Regions from separate parts of the Pan troglodytes genome. Here region 2 is linked to region 1. A link is a contact called in public HiChIP or PLAC-seq data. All regions are on one chromosome and are shown on one strand. Each heading gives the region's core, a stretch centred on a gene start, on an enhancer-like site or on the middle of the called end of the contact. The rest is flanking DNA. Distances are from core to core; before and after follow the strand shown.

Region 1 (4,616 bases), core at 1,156-3,655:
GATCACTACAGCATATGCCATTTTAGAAACCGGCCTCGGTGAGTTACTGCCACATCCTAAAGTGGCTTTAGACTTCCTCGTGTCTAAGACAACGTCTATTTCGGTACGAAAGACATACAGGACCTCGACTGCCTCGGCAGCCTCTGCGGGTCGGAGCCCCTATAAGTGACACAACCCCAGAAATCAAGGAGCGGGTGACTCGGGGATGGACAAGAGTAGCTGGCTCTCAGCGTCTCCATGACTCCCCCGCCCCGCATGCAACTCTGTTCTAACTGGTCAGGAGAAACCCCGCCCCCTTCCTTCCTCCGGTCCGCACGATTGGCTCACCGACACCCGGCAGGTCAGTTCCCTGCCTTCCATTGGCTCACTGCCCCATCAGTCAGACGCACCGAGATTCGGGTCGGTGGGAGGGGAAGGCGTCGGAGGAGGTGGAGAGGGAGTGGGATTAGAGGACGAGGTGGCGGAGGAAGGTGTTCAGGCTCGGTCTCTGGTTTGGGAAAGTTTCCCCTACCAGTGACGGACCCAGAACGCGGGAGGCCCAGTCCAGCTCCGGGCCAGCGGAAGGGGGCTCCGGTCCCCGATTCCCGCCCCTCGGTCCCGCAGGCCCCGGAAACCACTAGAGGGAAGGGGAGAGGGAGGGGCCATCTAACCAGGGACCGACCCACCCCCGGTCTCGGAAGAGGCGCCTCTGGGACTCCCCCGAGGGGAGGAGGCGGGGAGCGCAGCCGGCAGCGACGACCCCGGCCCCCTCCCCCAGCACCCCCCAGGGGCCCGAGAGGGCCGGGTCCCCGTGCCCGGGGCGTGACCGTCGCGAGGCGGCCACAGGGCCCCTCCCGCTTCCCGCCTGGGGCCCCGAGGGCCTGTCCCTTCAGGGGCGGGGAGAAGGGGGCGAGAAAAGGGGGCGCTGGCGAGCCAACCCGGAACCTCCCGGTCCGCCTCCCGCCCCCGGCCCCGGCCCCGGCCCCAGCGCGCCTCCTGCATACACGCCCGCACCCAGAAAGTTCAGTCAGGGGCGAGCCCGGCTCGGCGCCGCCGGGGCCCGGCCCCCGGCTCCCCGCCCCCACCACGGCCCGGCCTGCTCGGCCCCAGCGCGCCGCCCGCCCCGCCCGCCGCAGCTCCTTCCCGTCCGCCCGCGGTGCTCGGCGCCCCTCGCCCCCCACCCCCGGGGCTGACACGGGCCCGGGCCACCCGCCGGGCCGCGGCTCCCCTTCCCCGCCCCGCGCTGCAGCTCGCCGGCCGCCCCGACACCCCGCTTCACCTTCACACACCCCCAGCACTTCCCGAGTCCTGCCTCCCCTCGCCCGGCTCCCACTCTCCGCTGCAGCCGCTCCGCGCTTCCATTAAAGAATGCACCTTCCCGGGATTCACCTTCTCGGCTCTGCCGCGCTGCCCCCGAGGGGTTAGAGCCTCGGTCTCCGCCGACCCCGCACCGGGCTGGGCAAGGGGCACTCGCTCCTCGGGGCGGGGGCCGCGCCCGCACCCCCGGCCTCCCCGCCGCGCCTCGGCGCTCACCTCTCGCCCGCGCCGCGGGCTGCAGCCTCCGCCCGCCTCGCGCTCCGGGACTCGTCTCCTGAGCTCTCGCAAGGCGCTGGAGCGCCTCCTTTCTCTCCCGGGGACTCCGCGTCTCCCCGTCGCTTCCCGCCCTCCCCACCCCCAAGCCCCAACTCCCCAGCGTCGCTGCGCCTCCGGGATGCAACTCCCGTTTTCCGCGCACTCCGGCGGCGGTCCCCGCACACAAAAACAGCCTCTCGGAAGCGCACGGCTCTGTCGGAGCTCGGCGCAGGAAGGGCAGTCGCGGCCGGGGGGTGGGGACGCGGCGCCCCCCGCCTGCCGCCCGCCCCCCGCCCGCCCTCGCGGCCCCGGGGGAAGGCACGGTTACCGGCTCGGGTCGGTCACGCCGTCAGGTGCCGGCTGCCGTCGGCGCTGACCTTCGCCGCCGAAGCTGTAGCCGAGGCTGCGGCCGCCATGTTCCCGTGTTAATAACTGCTGCCTGGTTGTTTATTTCAATGGAGATCCTCCCCCAACTCCCTCCTCCTCCTCCTCCTCCTCCGCGTCTCCGCACTTGCGGAGAGACAGACCGCGCGAGCTCGCGAGCAGGGGAGGGGGCTCGGGAGCCAGGCCGTCCCTCCCTCTGCCTCCCCGGCAGTGGCCGCCGCCAAGTCCTGTCACCGGGAAAAGGACGGGGCGGAAACTTGCCTCTCGCGCCCCCGAGGAAGGGGCAAAGGTGGACGCAGGGTTGTCCGGGGAGCAGCCCCTGGCCGCGGGGTCCGCAGCATCTCCGTCGGCAGAGTCCTCTGAGAAGGCGGCCCGGGGAGAGGTGAAGAAGAGTAAGGGGAGAGGTGAAGAAGAGTAAGGGGACAGGGGACAAAATGGGTGACTGTGGTAGAGGGAGGGTGACCTAGAGGTGACTGGAACTGAAGAGAGAGTCAACAGAGGACTGCATGGGAGGGCAAAGGGCAATGCCAAAAAGAAGACTAGCGACTGGGACGGGCCTGGGCCGCTGAGTTAGAGGCAGTGGGGCCTGGGGGCTGCAGACAGCAGGGACGGTGCCCCAAGACGAAGATCGGGGAGAGCCGAGTTCCAGGGTCGCCAGCAGAGGACCCTCGCGCCCGTCCGGCCGGACCCTTCGGCCAGCACCCTGCACCCCCTCGGGCGCACCTCACCCTACCCAACTCCCGGTCCTGCCGCTGCTCCCCGGAGGCGCCCCGCATCCGTCAAGTCCCCTACGGCTCCAACAGGGAGAGGCTTCTCCCATTGCAGTCCTAGCTCCAGAGGGGATATGGAGAGGCGCGACTGTGGGAGCTGGAAGGGGCACCACCCGGCAATTGCGGGATAAAGCAAATGCTGCACACAGAGTGTGAAACTTAACCTGGTTGAGAATTTTCGGCACATCATGAAATCATAAGTTTATATTGGAAAGTCCATTCTCTAGACATCCGTGAACAAAGTACTGAGGGGACGTAGGAGATTGGCACTGAAAATGCGAGAACCCCCATTTAAGTGTTACTTAGACCAATCTGTTTTACGCTTTGGAAAAGCAAGTTTTTTTTTCCAACTTATACGGTAATTAGTTGAAAAAAAAAACTTTTGTTTAATGGCAGTTATCAAACTATGAGAGGAACATATTCCCTGATTTTAATCTTATAATGAGAAAGGTCACTTGCGGTAGACAATAAGAGTGTTTATTGAACACTTACTGTGAATCTGACTGTGCTAGGTGATGTATATATGCTATAGGCCTTAATCCTCAAACCTTCCGAAGTCATTGCCGCTTTTCACTTCACACAAAAAATTGAAGCTTAAAGTAATTTGCCCAGGGTCACAGCCAGTAGTTGGAGAGGATGTGAGCCCAGTTCTGGTGAGCTCCAAAGCCCATGCTTTTAAATATGTCTTCATCCTAAAATTTGTGGGTGTACCGCCAATTTTATTTGGGAAAAGAATTAAAAAAAATGGGTGTGTGTGTCTGTGTGTGTTTGTGAATAGAAAATGCTTGGAAGCCTATAACAACAAATGTTAGCGCTGGGGAGTGTAAGAAGTGGGTGATGAGGCACTTCCAGTTTTTATTTTGCACACCTATCTAATGTTTGAAATGTTTGCATTGACTATGTATTAATGTATATTTTTAAAGTTTTTTTTTGTTTGTTTGTTTGTTTGTTTTTAGCTAGCTGGAATAATAGAATTATGTTCCCAAAGCGTTGAGAGGAAATGGAGAGTTTGTTTATGGCCTGTCTTCTGCTAATACCAGTCTGTAGCTTGTCTACAATGGGGTAGTAGTCACCTGAGGTTTGTCACAATTCTGAACTCCCGATTTGCTTTCCTGTCCTCACCCCCAACTGTGAGCTATCAGGAGTTGTGATAATAAATAAATAAATAAATAAAAAATTTAAAAAAAGATTCTCCTTCTTGCTTGCTATCCCTCCCATTTTGGCAGAAGTCCAGAGTCTATCAGTCCTCTGCAATCGTAGATTTCACACTTTTTAAAACTACCCATGATACCTCTGCAAACAAATGACTCCCCCCATTGCATTCCCGTATTACCCAATAAAACGTCTTACGACGGCTGAAGACTTTTTCTTACAAGAAATAAACAAAAACGTCTGACAGCATAGTAGATGAGTTCCATACCCAAGTGCTACTCAATTGCCTGAGCTTGAATTGAATTGTGTGACTTAAACGCGCTCTGGTACAATCTCTGGGCGCCCTCTGAACTTCAGGCTCTTGCTGTAACAGTAGTCTGTCTTGCACTAGAGTTGTTTATATATTTGTCTTTCTCTTTCACTAGATTGTAAGTGCAACAGAGCCCAACACCTAGTCTTGTTCTTGTTTGTACATGCTATAGCACCTAACAAGGAATGTATGATGTTTGTTGTTTCATTGAATTTGTGAAATATAAATAATAGTATCTATTCCAATCCTCATGTCCTCTTCCCCACCTCATCTTCCAATCCCTTGCTCATAAAACATGTTTATAAAAAACATCTTCCATACTTAGAAAGAACTTTGATTCCCATGAGACCTCAGAACAATTGTTTATTAAAACTAGCCATAATTTTTAGTGAATCATCACTACGATAATGTAAAATGAAAAGGTAGAGGAGGCGGTAAATAAGTTGGCT
Region 2 (4,616 bases), core at 1,264-3,763, 260 kb after region 1:
ACTGGAGGAGGACCTGGCAGTTTTCTGGAAAGGTTATGAGTTCAGTATGGAAAACACTGAGTTCCTGGCAGCAGTGAGTCATGCAAATAGATTTAAAAGTTGGCTACTTGAGTCTGAAGATCAAGTTTGGAATTTGAACTTGAGCTATATATTTGGTAGTTAATAATAAACAGATAATAAAGGCAAAGCCAAATAAGTAGATGAGATCACCTAGGTAGAGAATACAGTAGAAGAACATGAGAGATGAGGATTATATACTGAATAACTAAAATAAAGATTTGATAAAGAAGGTGACTCTATCAAGGTGAAAGAGAAAGAGCAGCTGAAGAGGTAATAGGAAACCTGAAGAATGTGGTGTTGGCAAATTAAGGAGGGAGTCGTCAATGGTGTCAAAGCACTGAAGTTCAAGGAAGATGAGAACAGAAAAATACCATTGGGGTTAGTGATACAAAAGCCGCTTGTGATCTTAGAACTGTTTTGTGAAGCGGAACAGGTGGATACCAATCTCAGAACATCTGACAAGGGGCCAATTAATATTAACTTCTAGCCACCTTTTACTTTACATCTTTTACTTTATACAGTAGCATTATCTACACTTATTTCTAGCTCAACTATATGGACTCTCTAGTTCAACTATATGGAGAAATAATTTACATAGTGCAAGTAATTCCACTGGCCATTCCACTCCATTAATTTACGTGAGCAACAGTGTTAAGTAATTTAAGACGAGAGACTATAAATCTGCTTTTCCCTCAGTTAGTCTTTAAGTCTCTCTTAGCACTAGCACTTTGCTATGTTGAGTGTGATTCTAGTGTTTAAAGATACAGTATGTATTTTTCATACAATATAGCCCCTAAACACAAGCCAATTTCTTCACCTGGTTTTCAAACAGATTCAGCCATCTGTTTCAATGCTGGAAAAAAAGCAGGTTGTGCTGAACTTACTGAGACAATACACTGATCTCCAACATGGTGTTCTTCTAAGAGACTTTCCAGGGTAATTCTGATAATATGCATCTTTTGTCTGAGGTATTGACTAGTTTAAGATAACACACTGTAGAGAGACCGCCTATGGATTTACTTGGTTGAGGGACTTCCAGCCAAGACAGACTGTACCCTAGAGATCTGGCATTTTTCCTGCTTAATTCTCTATCCTCCTAGATTCTGGTGGCAGCCTAAACCTTTGGTAACTACCTGACCCTGCCTTATTTACTCTTAACTTAATCTTTTACCTGCCCACTTTGCAGGTCTGCTGCTTCTAAAATTCTTATTTACTGGAAAAACGCCAAACAGTAGACACTTCCAAGGAAAACTCAATTAACTGTACTTACTAAATCGTTTTTAGTAATCAATTATATTTTAAACATAATTTATGTCTTGACTGCACAATTAAATTCTATGCTCAAGAGAAACTACATTATCTGGGTTCATCCAGTAAAGACTACAAAAGTTGCTAAATGCCTAAGACTTACTATGCAGTAAACCAAATCTCCCATTCCTGCATAATTCCACTAAAACAGAATGCAGCTAAACAAGAGCAAAAGTATCTTCTTAGAAATACAGGTGTGTTACTGTGTCTGCAAATTAAACTCAAACAAGGTCACACACAATTGTAACAAAAAACTTCCCCAAATTACTTATGTCAGCTCCTCTTATGAGCCCACAGGCTGCAGAGAACCAATTTGGAAGCCAGGAGAATCCTGCCCTCTGCTGCTGAGTTGAGGAAATCGCCTCAACATAATTAATCGCTTTTGAGAAGGGAAGTTACACTCTGGGCAAAACACCAGTGAAAGTCAAGTGAGCAAAGTAAACGCTTTCTTGGACTCTTGACATCCGAATTTTCTCAACAGTTTAAACACGCACACCCTGGCATTCAAACATCAAGAACAGTAAATCGGGTTTCAAAACAGAAGTTGGTTTTTTTTTTTTTTTTCCATTTCTCCCTAAATTAGAGAGCTATCACCTGGGGTGGTCGTATTTTAGCTAGCTTCGAGATCTGAGTGTCTGCGTGCAGTCTCGACGGGGCTGCTAGGCGCGGGGCTGCCCAGCTAGGGACAGGACGCGGCGCTCCCCACTGCCCGCGCAGCCGCGATCAGTCAAAGCCCGGGCTCCGGGGCCGGCTGCGAACGTTGGGGAGGTTGGAGAGGGACGTTTACCTGGGGCCGGTCCCCACTAGGTAGGTGTTGGTGCCTTGGAGGGTCATGGGACCCGGGTTACAGCCCAACACACGCACGACTCGATTGGACAGCCGCTCGACGCGCTGCAGTACAGCAGCCATTCCCGCCTCAGCCGCCCGCCGGCGTGTCGCCTATCTGGATACTCCAGCGCGGAAGAAGCCAACAGGCCGGGGATAGCGAGTAGCGTCCACGTGATGCCTCGCAACCCGGGAGGGAGGGGATTGGCCAGCGGCTGGTCCAAGTGTCATGTGACACCGCGGGCGAGCCGGGGCGGGGATCCGGCAGCTCGGCCGGGGGGTGGGGTGGGGGCGGTGCGGAACCAGAGGTCACGTGACGCCGCGCGGGCTGCGCGGGCAGTGGTGGGAAGGCTGGCGCGAGGCGTGAGGTGGCGTGAGGCGAAGCTGGAATCTGCCTCTGTCACGGGGGCTGGTGCCTCACGGGTTTGTGTCCTAGACAGGCGAGTGGATCCAAGTGGGCGAGAGACATTTTAATCTGGAAGAGTCTTGTGATTTGGGAGACAGGTTTGGTAACCGTTCGTTATTCAGTAATAAATCTCAGGAAGGATTGCCAGATTTTTAGGCAGTGGCTCTCTCTGTGTGTGTGTGTGTGTGTGTGTGTGTGTGTGTGTGTGTGTGTGTAGTAGTAGTAGTAGCCTGTTCATCTTTTTTTTTTTTGAGACGAAGTCTCGGTCTGTCGCCCAGGCTGGAGTGCAGTGGCGCGATTTCGGCTCACTGCAAGCTCCGCCTTCCGGGTTCACGCCATCCTCCTGCCTCGGCCTCCCGAGTAGCTGGGACTATAGGCGCCCGCCACCACGCCCGGCTAATTTTTTGTATTTTTAGTAGAGACGGGGTTTCATTGTGTTAGCCAGGAAGGTCTTGATCTCCTGACCTCGTGATCCGCCCGCCTCGGCCTCCCAAAGTGCTGGGATTACAGGCGTGAGCTACCGCGCCGGGCCAGCCTGTTCATCTTTTATAATAAATAGTGGTAAGACATATTTACTTAGTACTTCCTACTATGCCTAAGTGCTTTCTACAAACATCCGACTTAACGCCCTTAATCCTCAGAACATTATTAAGAGGTGGACACTATTTTTGTTACAAATGAAAAACGGGGATTGGGCGGCTGCCCAGATGACAGAGTCTGCGTGTGCGGCCTTGCTCCTACCTGCCTCGCACTAACACTTGTCCCCCTCAGTGAGATTCAAGGAGCATGCCTCTGCTTGCCAGTGTTACCCGCCTGCCCAGAGAGCTAGGCTGGTCTTGTGGAGCCGTTTTGTGCCCAAGATGGAAGGGACTCATTTTCTCTGTAACAAGTCGGTTTCTAATCAGCCAAGTATTAACTATCCAGTGTTAACTACAGCTTCCCATAAAAAAAGTTGAGTTATAAATTACTTAAAAGAAAATACACAGATCCTGTAGACAGTTCCATCGAGTTATGACAATTGTATGTAATCACTGCCCCAAAGAGATGTAGAACATATCCACTGTAGCAGCCCACTCTTTTTTTTTTTTTTAAAGGTGAGAAATTGACACATACAGTGCTTGGTGGCTTTTTTTTTTCCAGATATTTCTGATGAAGAAAACGATATGCTCTTACCTATTTTATGAATCAGCAGCATAGTGTATCAGAGTGGCTAATGACATCTGCTTTGTGTGTGAGAAATGTCTTTGCCTTGTTTCACACAGTTGTACTTTTAATGGAAAAATATTCAAAAAATCATCGCTGAAATAATCATATAAGTTATCCCTTGTTGCAATGGGAAGTTAAACAGTATACCCTTCAAAAAAATACTTAAAGTAACCAAATCTCCTACATCAGGCATTTCAATCTGTCAATATGTATTTATCATAGCCATCAATTAATGGCTATTCAGGCAGGAAGCTATGCACATCTTCCCTTTTTAAGAACTCTGCTGGAAAGTCAGTGAACCCTGGAGAAGAGGATGGAACAGTAATTTCTGGACCAGATTCCTGAGAATCTGGGCACTCCCCTTCTTTTATTCTTTGGCTTAATTAATTTTCTTACTTAACTTACTTATTTACTTACAGGGTCTGGCTTTCACCCAGGCTGCAGTGCAGTGGCACTATCATAGCTCACTGTAACCTTGAACTCTTGAACTCAAGCGATTCAGGTGATCCCCCTGCTTTGGTCTCCCAAAGTGCTAGGATTGCAGGCTTGAGCCACCATGCCTGGCTGAGATAAACTTTTTAGCTCCCACGTATGAATGAGAATATGTGATATTTGTCTTTCTATGCATGATTATTTCACTTAGCATAATCTCTAGTTCCATCCATATTGCTGAAAATGACATGATCTCATTTTTTTTTTATGGCCAAATAGTATTTTATTGTGTGTATATATCACATTTTCTTTATCCATTTGTTTGTTGATGGACTTTTAGGTTGATTTCATATCTTTCCTATTGTGAATAATGTTGTGA

The links. HiChIP or PLAC-seq counts read pairs in DNA pulled down with a chosen protein or histone mark.
Region 2: an H3K4me3 HiChIP or PLAC-seq map of stem cell-derived excitatory neurons shows a contact between it and region 1, with 3 times the contacts expected there. The contact joins the promoter of LACTB2 here to the promoter of NCOA2 in region 1. A contact is called at or near these places in 1 of 7 Hi-C or Micro-C datasets (stem cell-derived neural progenitor cells) and 1 of 1 datasets of contacts at active chromatin or transcription factors (stem cell-derived excitatory neurons).

The regions. Positions count from the first base shown.
Region 1 is chr7:79,039,905-79,044,520 of NHGRI_mPanTro3-v2.0_pri, forward strand. NCOA2 (nuclear receptor coactivator 2) reads right to left here and starts at 2,406. Exons shown (of 23, transcript XM_054656809.2): 1 at 2,197-2,406.
Region 2 is chr7:79,304,333-79,308,948 of NHGRI_mPanTro3-v2.0_pri, forward strand. LACTB2 (lactamase beta 2) reads right to left here and starts at 2,514. Exons shown (of 7, transcript XM_016959565.3): 1 at 2,156-2,514. The coding sequence starts at 2,277. It also overlaps a transcript of XKR9 not described here.